Linked DNA regions of Mus musculus: region 1 is linked to region 2. A link is a contact called in public HiChIP or PLAC-seq data. All regions are on one chromosome and are shown on one strand. Each heading gives the region's core, a stretch centred on a gene start, on an enhancer-like site or on the middle of the called end of the contact. The rest is flanking DNA. Distances are from core to core; before and after follow the strand shown. Region 1 overlaps Tspan9 (tetraspanin 9). Region 2 has its middle 15 kb from the start of Gm52919.

The links. HiChIP or PLAC-seq counts read pairs in DNA pulled down with a chosen protein or histone mark.
Region 1: a contact with region 2 is called in an HNF4G HiChIP or PLAC-seq map of pancreatic cancer cells. The contact joins two enhancer-like sites. A contact is called at or near these places in 1 of 484 Hi-C or Micro-C datasets (the HL-1 cell line) and 1 of 115 datasets of contacts at active chromatin or transcription factors (pancreatic cancer cells).

Annotation. Positions count from the first base shown.
Region 1 is chr6:127,989,862-127,994,747 of GRCm38.p6, reverse strand. The region is part of intron 1 of Tspan9 (tetraspanin 9); the gene reads left to right. Among named protein-coding and RNA genes, the nearest start is that of Tspan9, 43 kb to the left of the region's middle. Within about 2 kb of position 3,002, at least 117 of the 459 cell types and tissues checked have an H3K27ac peak or open chromatin away from gene starts, as enhancers often do. A contact at or near this core is called in the HL-1 cell line and pancreatic cancer cells, where this site is marked.
Region 2 is chr6:127,333,507-127,338,283 of GRCm38.p6, reverse strand. No RefSeq gene overlaps it. Among named protein-coding and RNA genes, the nearest start is that of Gm52919, 15 kb to the right of the region's middle. Within about 2 kb of position 2,628, at least 136 of the 459 cell types and tissues checked have an H3K27ac peak or open chromatin away from gene starts, as enhancers often do. A contact at or near this core is called in the HL-1 cell line and pancreatic cancer cells, where this site is marked.

The DNA.
Region 1 (4,886 bases), core at 1,753-4,252, 660 kb before region 2:
ACCAGCATTAAAATCTAATACAGACAAATAACCCTTGCAGCGTGCAGTGGGGCCCACCTGTAGCTCCTTCCTTTGTGAGGAGCCAGTGAGTCCAGGAATTTGAGATCAGCTTGGATATTGTATTAATACCACTTTTCCAAAAGAAAAGACAAGAGAAAAAGAAAAGCCTAGTAACTCAATACAGAGACATCCAATGAGCCCATGTGGTGATGTGTCAATCTTCCAGGAGCTTTTCCATCTTCATGGGTCCAGGGACCCATCAAGTGACGATGTCATTTTCAGAGTTCCTTCCATGGGTTGGGCCCAGGCCTAGGCTTAGGTGCACACTCCCACCACCTCAGTGAAGCCCCAGAACTCCCAGGAAGGCATGACTGCTTTTGTTCCTCAATTTTCAAGAAAAGATACCCAGGGCAGCTGAGAGATGCACTCAGTTTTCACAAGCATTGGCTGTCATGGCAGCTGTGTGACTCAGGGCCATGTTCCTCCCTGAGAGTTACCCTGGCCACTCATCCCCATCTATGGGTTGAGCCATGCCTGAGCTGTGGAGATAGTGTTGTTAGCTAAAACATCTTAGTGCTGGACCAGATCACAGCCAGGGAAGATTGCCTAGGGGAACCAGCCAGCAGGAAACAGCCAGACATTAGGCTTCTGCCACACTGCCCCCCTCTCAGCACCCTCTCTGTGGGCTGGCTTTGTTTGGGGAGGCTGAGGAAGACAGTGAGGGCCTCACTGGTTTCCTGTCTCACAGGAATAGGCTGTAAGGCAGTTAGAGACCCTGGCCTGATAGCCCATGTTAGGCAGGGGGTGATGGTGCTCTATCCTACGGCCTCTGAGAAGCATTAGAGACTGTGCAACCTCTACTTAACCATGCCAGGGCTCCTCTGTCTCCTGTGCAGTTCTTCCCTCTAGAAAGCTAAGGTTTCCAGATGAAGCCTTGACCCACAGTCCCAAGCTTCTTCAGGGTCGGACCCTGGATTCTTGCCTGCTGGGGACCTCTGGGTGTCAGTTTCAACAGTAGGCCCTGTTGGGGACAGTTGACCCCAAATAGTGTCCTCTAAGGTAACAGATCCTCACTTGAGGCTGTTTAATGTCTTGTGGCTTCATCTTCTTGACCCAGACTCTTCCCCTTCCTCAAGAGGCTGTCAGCCACAAAGGCCTGGGTCTCTAAAGATGAGTAAACTAGCTTTCTCTTTTGTCCCAGTCTGAACAGCCTCTCACCATTTCCTCCAGGGCTCCAGATACTTCAGGAGCTGGGATGCTGAACGCCTCACCTTCTGCCTGTTTGTCTAGCTTGTAGGAGGCCAGGTCACAGCCGTGGTCTTGGGTTCTAGCCCTCCCCAGATGGTATGGGGTAGACAGATCCCAGGAGCAGAGAGGCAGCTGGTGGCATGGCTGTCCCTTCCCAGAAGCCACCAGGCAGTGTGTGCTTTGGGAGGAGTGCTGGCAAGTCCCTCTCACCGCTGCACCCGACCCTGTGCCGCAGGCAGACAGTCAACATCGGTGGCAGTGGGGCCCTCCAGATGGTGAGCCCCCCAGCAGCCCCCTGAAGGGGACCATGTGGCTGATAGTCTCTTTAGTCACACTTTGAAAGCCAAATGATGAGAAAGGACCAGCAGGAGCCAGGTCCCACGGACGCCAACAGCGCAGAAGGCAAGCATGTGGTCCACTAGATTTGTACCACCAGGACCTTCTTCCCGCCAGTTGGGAGCCCTAAGGGTCTTCCTTTCCAGGGCTCTGTTCCTCATTCCTTTGGAGGGCTGTGAGCCCAGCCTGGCCTCGCAGCAGGAAGCCCTGAGCTCCAGTGACACCAAACACTCATTTCTACTCTGCACCTCGGTTCCTCCATTCTGGGTATCCCTGACTTCTAGAGGCCACACTGCTCTTAGAAGAAGCCATAGGATGTTCATGCTGTAGAGTAATTTCTGTATAGACGCTAAGAGATCCTGAGATGAAGAGATGAAGACACTGCCAGCGTCCTTAGGTACCACTCCACTCCCCTCCATCCCCAGGAGGTCCTATGCCTTTGTTTCCTGCTGGCAGCGCCTGGTTCTGGAACTCTTCAACACTCTGATTGGGCCATCCTTGAGCTGCCAGGCAGGCAAGCAAGCAAGCAAGCACGCAAGCAGACGCCTGGACCAAAGCACATTTCTTGCACCTGCCAGTTTGGTAGAGTGATCTGGAAGATGCCAGGCTCATTTCTGCCTCTCAGGGCTTGGCCAAGGGAGGTGCAGAGGCCAGGGAGGATGTCCTTAGAGCAGTTCCTGGGCCTCCATCCTCAAAGTAGAAAGGGAGCATTGACTTCTGCCACAGGAGAGAAATAGTTTTCAGTTTTCTTTTTCTCAAAGCATTTGCGTGTTCCAGCAGTGGAGCAAGGGACATTGGGTCCCAGCCTAGCTGAGGTGGAGGGACGTGGAGAAAGGTGGGGTATGATGTATCCTCAACTTGCCACACGAGCTCAGAACACCTCCCTGGGCCATGGTGACCTGTAAATTGAGCAGGGTGGGAAAGGGCCATCTGCTGGTTCTCCCATGATGGGTGTGTCCACGCTCCCTTCATAGAGCCTGTGCCATCAGCATGGTGACAAGCCTCTTGCCTTCATGAAAAGCCGGCTTGCCCTTTGCTTGTGTTCAGATGGTGTTGGCTGGCTTCGTGAGAAGCCTGAGGTTATATTTTGAGATCCGCTAGGCAGGGTTGTGTGGTTCTTCTCGTTGTCCGTGGTTGTGCACACTTTGATCCAGTCCCCCACCACAGTAGAGTCGCCCCGTGGCTCACGTCTACAGCTTTCTTGAGGGTGTCTGGTGTGTTTCCTGTATGAAATGATTTCCTGTTCCTGTCAGAGCACCCAGAACTGAGAACCTCTGACCTTCTCTCTGTCAGCCATGTGCTGTGCATCCAAGATTGTCCCGCTGGTTAGAGAAGCCAGGAGCTCTGTCTCATCCCTGCTCTGTCACCCAGGCCAGCTTGCTCATGCTGAGGCCAGCTTGTTGGCAGTCAAATACACTGTCTTAAGAGGGTGGATCAAGGACCATATCTGTGACTCAGAGCCTTTCCTGGTGCCATGACATAGCCCTTGAGGTATGTGAAGCTGGGCTCTTAGCCTTCCGTGCCTGCTGTAACCTTCCAGGTCTGGGGAATACCCAGGTTGATAACAGTGCATGTTAGGCTGCCCAGGAGAAGGGGCCTGGGCCTGGGAGTAGCGTTGGGGAGAAAGCAGGAGAAAGCTGTTCACACCTGAACTTTTCTCTTCTCTCCTTCCCCCTCCTACGTCTGGGCTTTGGGGGTCATCTTAGATCTAGGTGCAGAACTAGTACATACCTGTGCCTGGGCTAACTTCCAGAGCCCAGGGGGTAGAGATGAGAAAAAAAATGTTCTGTGTGAGGGTCCCTGGTTGTAAGAAAGAGGAGGGGACAGGCTGGTTGTGAGTAACTGATCTTGAATGATGGACAGGCTCGAGATAAAGGAAAGGATGTTGGTTCTTTCTTTGCTTTATTCTTTTCTTCTTAGGGATTTTTTGAGACAAGGTCTCAGTACGTAGCCCAAACTTGACTTGAATTCAATTCCCTTCTGCCTCAGTTTTCTAAGTGCTGGGATCATAGGTGTGTACCACCACGCCAGCAGGAAGTCGGTGCTTAAAAAAATAAAAGTTCACATCTGAATATAAATCTAATGTGTAAGGAAGAACTGAGGGGGATAAATCAGTGGACATTAAAATCCTCCTCTCCACCCCCCCCCCCGCCACCCCCAATTCTGTTCTCCTGAGCGAGCCGCTGCTCACTTGTTGGTGTTAATAGAGATGTGAAGGAGATTCTTCAGTTACAAAGGACACTAGCTTAAAAGATGGGGACCCCGGGCAGTGATTTTTCATATACCCCAGGAGTCCTGGGTCAGTCAGCACCACACATAGTCTCAGAGTACAGAGGTGGGTGAGCCGGGGAACCAATGGTAGAATACAGAAATGCAGAGTAAGAGGTGGCTGGGGCCAGAGCAGCTCCTGTCCAGAAAGAGAGCCCTGGGCTTTCCTTAGACCCCCTAATGGCAGGGCCCCCTGCTTAGCTAACACGTTGATTTGCTCTGGTCTCTGGGCAAGAGAAGTTAAGTCATTTCTTGCCTCATAGGTTTTATCGCTTGGTCCCTGTTCTGTCCTCTGGGCTTCATGGAGGATGCACAGCCTCCGCAAACTGCTGCCTCGTTCACACACCTAAAACCCACCCACAAGGCTGATGGATCAGTAAGTGTAGTCCTTGCCACACAAGCCTGAGACCCTGAGCCGTGCTGCCCAGCACTCATGTGCAAAGTACAGTGAGACACTTTGTGGTTTTGACCCAAGCACCAAGAGTCTGGGACAGGACCAGCCAGCCTAGCCAGATCAGTGACCTCCAGCTTCCGAGTGACCCTGCTTCAGAAAATAAAGTGGGGTGCAATCGAGAAAGATGTGCAAGATGGCTCTCTAGCCTCTACTACTCAGACACACACATACAACCCCGCCTCTTGTTCCTTGCCGTACCTCCATGCTTTCAGGCCTGCCACTCGGATTCCCACATGGGCACTATTATCCCTGTGCCCTCTAGGGCCGGTCCGGTGTGACTGGAGAGGGCGGGGCTGCTGGCTAGGCTTTCGGAGCAGGTGAGGCGTAGTACCCTGTTAGAGGGTATGCGGTGGCAGCAAGAAAGGGAAGCCCATTCCAGGCCGAGGAATGGCAAGCAGGCAGGAATGTTTATCCACGGCAGGTGCACACTGTGAGCTTCTGCTGGGGCCAGGAGAAACCCCAGCCCCCTGGGCTCCCCCCTAGTCCCATGCCCTTATATGGCTGTCCTTATATAGCTGCCCTGCACTCCAGGACAGGGACAGAGCCCCTCCTACTGTACACCCAAGGCTCGGGCCAAACC
Region 2 (4,777 bases), core at 1,379-3,878:
ATCAGATCTAGCCATTATATTCTTTATTAATAAGACCAAGAACTCCAAGAGGCAATTCTGCCAGGACTCTCTAGATTTTTCAGTAACACTTGGGTCCTTTAACTTGAGCCTCGTGCTAATCTGTAAAATGGAAAGACAGAAGTAATAAATGCCCGCCTCCAGCGACGGAAAAAAAAAAACTTAAACAAGTAAGCAACGAACAGGCAGGAACGATTTCATATTTATTCTAGACTACAACATAACTTCATGGTGACAACCCAGAATAGAAGTTTCGAAAGCAAGCTGTTGCATGCTGACCAATCCAAGGGAGTCAAGATCTTCCTTTGTCTCCTCTGCAAAAGCTCTGCCAGCCGCAGCCATTCCTGCCTGTAGGCAGAGCCTAGAAGTTTCCAATTGCCTGCCTCTGTTTCCCCATGCCAGTTCAGAACGCACCCAGATCGCTTCCTTGCCATCTGGATAGCATTCTCTTCGAGGGCACTTTGTGAAAGAACTCAGCTGTAGGTGGGAATGAATGTTGCGAGTTTCTCAATGGACTGGAATTGTAAATCACTCTGAAGTTGGGATGAAACCCTAGGAGCTGTGCCATGCAAACCACAACTCCCTAAACCTCTGTAAAAATTGCCCTGAACCCCCTGGAGAGCTGGCAGGGCGTTCGTTTTTTGTTGCTTGGCACTTGGCTGCTCGGGTTCTGGCTGAAACTCAGCAGCCCAGAGGCTTATAAACACTTACAGCCTCAAAGCCTAAGCCCTAGACAAGAATGCCTCCCGGACCCCTGGATACTTTCCCTTCAGCCTCTGAAGCAAAAGGAAACCCCTCGGGCTCGCGGCGATGGCGGCGGGGGCAGGGGTGGTAAGCAGGGAAATACAGCTGGCACTGGCTCTCCGGTGAGCCTTGGTCCCATCCTTCCTGCGCTCTCGAAGCAGATCCTAGGATCCATACTTGAATTTGTCCATCAGCGGGGCTAGGGACCTTGACTGCAAGTCTTTGCAGTTGTGCTAGGGAATACTGGAGGCCAAGGCCCTTGGGCCTGGGAGGCTGCAGATGGAGCTCACAGGAAGCTTTGAAGTTCTGAGCAGGACGGGGGAGGCGTGGGAAGTGAGACGTCTGTTTCCCCGAGTTCCCAGGAGGCGAGATGTCTCTCTGTTATCTTATAGGCCTCAGCATAGCCTAAAGGTGCTGGCTAAAGCCAGTCTTGGCCCTGAGTAAATCAGGCCAGAACCAAAGAACACACTTGAATGGAAGTGGAAAATTAGCCGCTATGCAGGAGAAAGCCTCCTCTCCAAATATATATGCATCAAAGTGTACCCCTGTCTAGCTGGGACAGGAGCCATGAAAATGCAAATGTGGGTTTTGAGAATGCTAATGTTGGAAGTGGAGAACAAAGCGGAGACAGACTTCTTGGGGCCAGGCAGAGGGCCCCAGGGCAGGATGTGGGAGCCAGTGGGGGCAGGGATGAAAGGGGGAAGGAAGCGGTGTGAGGGGCCTGGAGATGAGAGAACAGCGGGAGCCTGGCAGGGCTGAAAGACTAGAAAGAAGGGAGTGTAGAGAGGACGGGCCCAGAGGACCTGACCGCTGACCGCTGACCTGAGGCCATGGGCCCAGGAAACAGGAGGGGGACTTGAGGGAACCATCTCAGAGTGGCAGCCCAGCGGGGTGGGATGTGCCTAGAGGTCAAGGCTTGGAGCAAGAGACGACAGAAGGTCCCGGGTTTCGTTAAAAGCCAGGAAACAGGAGGCAGGCTCTGCTTGGGCGCAAGAGGTATAAAAGAAGGTGCTACAGTCCAGTGCTGTGCCAAAGCCAGGCTGGATTGGTGCCGTTGCACCTAGAGCTGCATCACGTCCTATGCTTGCAGATGGAAGACTGCCTTCTCAGAGTCCTGAGATGCAGAGCTCAGTGGCTACTATGAGGCTGGACGAGTGTAGAGTTTGCATTGCAGATGGAGGACTGCCTTCTCAGAGTCCTGAGATGCACAGCTCAGTGGCCACTATGAGGCTGGACGAGTGTAGAGTTTGCTTCCTGGATGCTTGGTGGTACCTTTGAAGGTGAAGCAGCGGCAGCCCAGGGCTTCATAATGCAAGCCACACCCACCTGTGGAGGCCTGATGAGGCTCCCTTCCCATTCAGTGTAGAAAACCAGCACATGCCTCTTCAGGCAAGCTGCCCCCCCTCTCCCACAGGTGCTGCTGTGAGCCCTCTGATACGGAGAAGTCTAACCACTATAGCCTCGTGATTAGATCCCTGGAGTAGGTTATGGGACCCCAGAGAGATTAAAGTGTGGTCAGAGGTACCAGACTCCCCTCCATTTGGGGAGTGAGTGGCTACTTCTGTTGGAAGAATGGATCCAGGTGATGTGCTTGACCTGGGGACCTTGTTCATCACATCCTTTCTCAGATGCACCCAGTGCGGTCCTGGCTTACAGATCACATTCAGTAAATCACTCCTGAGCCACTGAGTCTTCCCATGTGGCTAAGAGTAGTAGTGGCCCGCTCTCTCTGCACCCTCTAGGGCTTGGCCCAACACCTGTTGAATGAATGCTTGGGTGAATGAGTCCATTCATCGGAGAGTCTGGGGCCAGGCACAGGGCAAGGCAGTGAGAATACACAAGGGAATACGATATGATCCCCATCCCTGCCCTTGCGCAACTCCTTGGCCTCGTGAATGAATAGAAGAAAGGGAGTATGAATGGAAACTGTGGGAAGGGCCAAGCCCTTCTGCTAATTGCTTTATGACCTGGTAGAAAGCTCAGAGATACAGCCTTGTGGTGCCCTGCCCTCTCCTTCTGGCCACGCTTGGCTGCATGCAGTATAGATGAGTGGCCAGCAGCAGTCTGGATCTCAGAGCTTCCAACAGGTGCTTTTGTTCATAGAAAAGGGGTATCCACTACCCTGCTTTTCTTCACACAATTCTGGCAGAGAGTGGGGGAATGTTGGCACGGTCAGTTCATGAAGAAAAATGCACCCTAGAGGTTCTCTTGGACCCAGTGACTATTAGAGACCATAGAGGCAGCAGAACACAGCCCTGTGCATGTGGGTGCATGACTCTGTGTGTGTGTGTGTGTGTCTGTGTGTGTCTGTGTGTGTGACTATTAGAGACCATAGAGGCAGAAGGACACAGCCCTGTGCATGACTCTCTCTCTTGTGTGTGTGTGTGTGTGTGTGTGTGTTTGTGTGTGTGTGTGTGTGTGTGTGTGTGTGTGTGTGTGTGTGTGTGCTCGCGTGTATAGCTACTTGGTCCCAAGCAGCTTAGGGAACTCACTATGATTTATGCTGAGGCCCAGAGCTATCCCAAGTTCCACCTTTTCAGGAGGAACTGAAGTTGCCAGAGGTCAGTAGAAGGGGGTTCAAAAGCCGGGCGTGGTGCCGCACACCTTTAATCCCAGCATTTGGGAGGCAGAGGCAGGCAGATTTCTGAGTTCGAGGCCAGCCTGGTCTACAAAGTAAGTTCTAGGACAGCCAGGGCTATACAGAGAAATCCTGTCTCGAACCCCCCCCCCCAAAAAAAGAAGGGGATTCAAAGAAAGTATTGAATCTTAAAAGATGGGCATCTTTCCGAAATGCAGAACACATACCTTTTCAGTTTGCAAGTCTCATGACTTCTGAGGTCACACTCAGAGAGCAGGTGATTAATTCTCTCTGTAGCCTTGAGGTAGCTCAGGTGCCCCTACCCTCTCTCTGAGTGTGTGTGTGTGTGTGTGTGTGTGTGTGTGTGTGTGTGTGTGTGTGTGTGTGTGTGGTGTGTTTCCCCAGAAATTGAAAGTGAAACAGACTTAGGAGCATGACTAGGGCTCAGACTGAACTATACGCTGGAGAGAGCAAGATTGGCCCATAGCCTGTGAGCAGAACCTGGCAAGGCGTCAGTGACATGGGGTCACATGCGAAGAACCTGTAAAACGGAAAATGCCCCGCTCACCACACCCTCTCTACCTGCTTTGCCCAGAGTCCAGACTGCAGGTGGCAAACACCTAGTGTAAACACAGTGAGCACCCGAGAGGCCAGGAGTTATCTCTTCCTGAGCACTTAGTCCAAGACAAAGGCCAAGACACCCTTACCAGACATCTCAAGCAGGTAGCGACATGAGATAACCAGTAGATTTTCCAGAAGGGAAAGATTGCGAGAAAATTTGCTGCATTGGTCAGCCTTACAGCCCCACGGACCCATGGGTACTCTGTAATCCAGACCGGAGGGAAATGAGCGTACCAAATACCTACCAGTCTCCTTAGGTGCTGGTAGAACAGAAGTTCTCAAACTGTAGGTCGAGAACCTTTTAGGGGGGTGCATATCAGATATCCTGCATATTAGATATTTACATTGCGATATTTACATTTATAGTAGCAAAAGTTAGTTATGAAGTAGTAATGAAATAATTGCATGGAGGTAGTGGGGTTCATCGTAACATGAAGGGATAGAGAGCTACTGTGGTGGTAAGAGCTGGGCTTTCCGATCCAGCATACACATTTTCCTGGAAGGAAATGGAGATGGGGGATGAGGACAATGGCTTCGAAGGCCCTTCCATAGGGAGGAATTCCCTGCCATGCTCACATGGTTCCGGATCCCATTAGGTCTCCCCTCCCACCCTGTCTGCACACCTCTGCTCTGACTCTCACCCTGCTTCACTCACACCGCGTGCCAAAGGGAGCGATTTTAAAATACAATCATACCATATTTATTTATGTGGTGAGTGTGTACATGCCTGTGTGTGTGTGTGTGTGTGTGTGTGCGCGTGCGTGCATGCTTGCGTGCGTGCGTGCGTGCGTGTGTGTGTGTGTGTGTGTGTGTGTG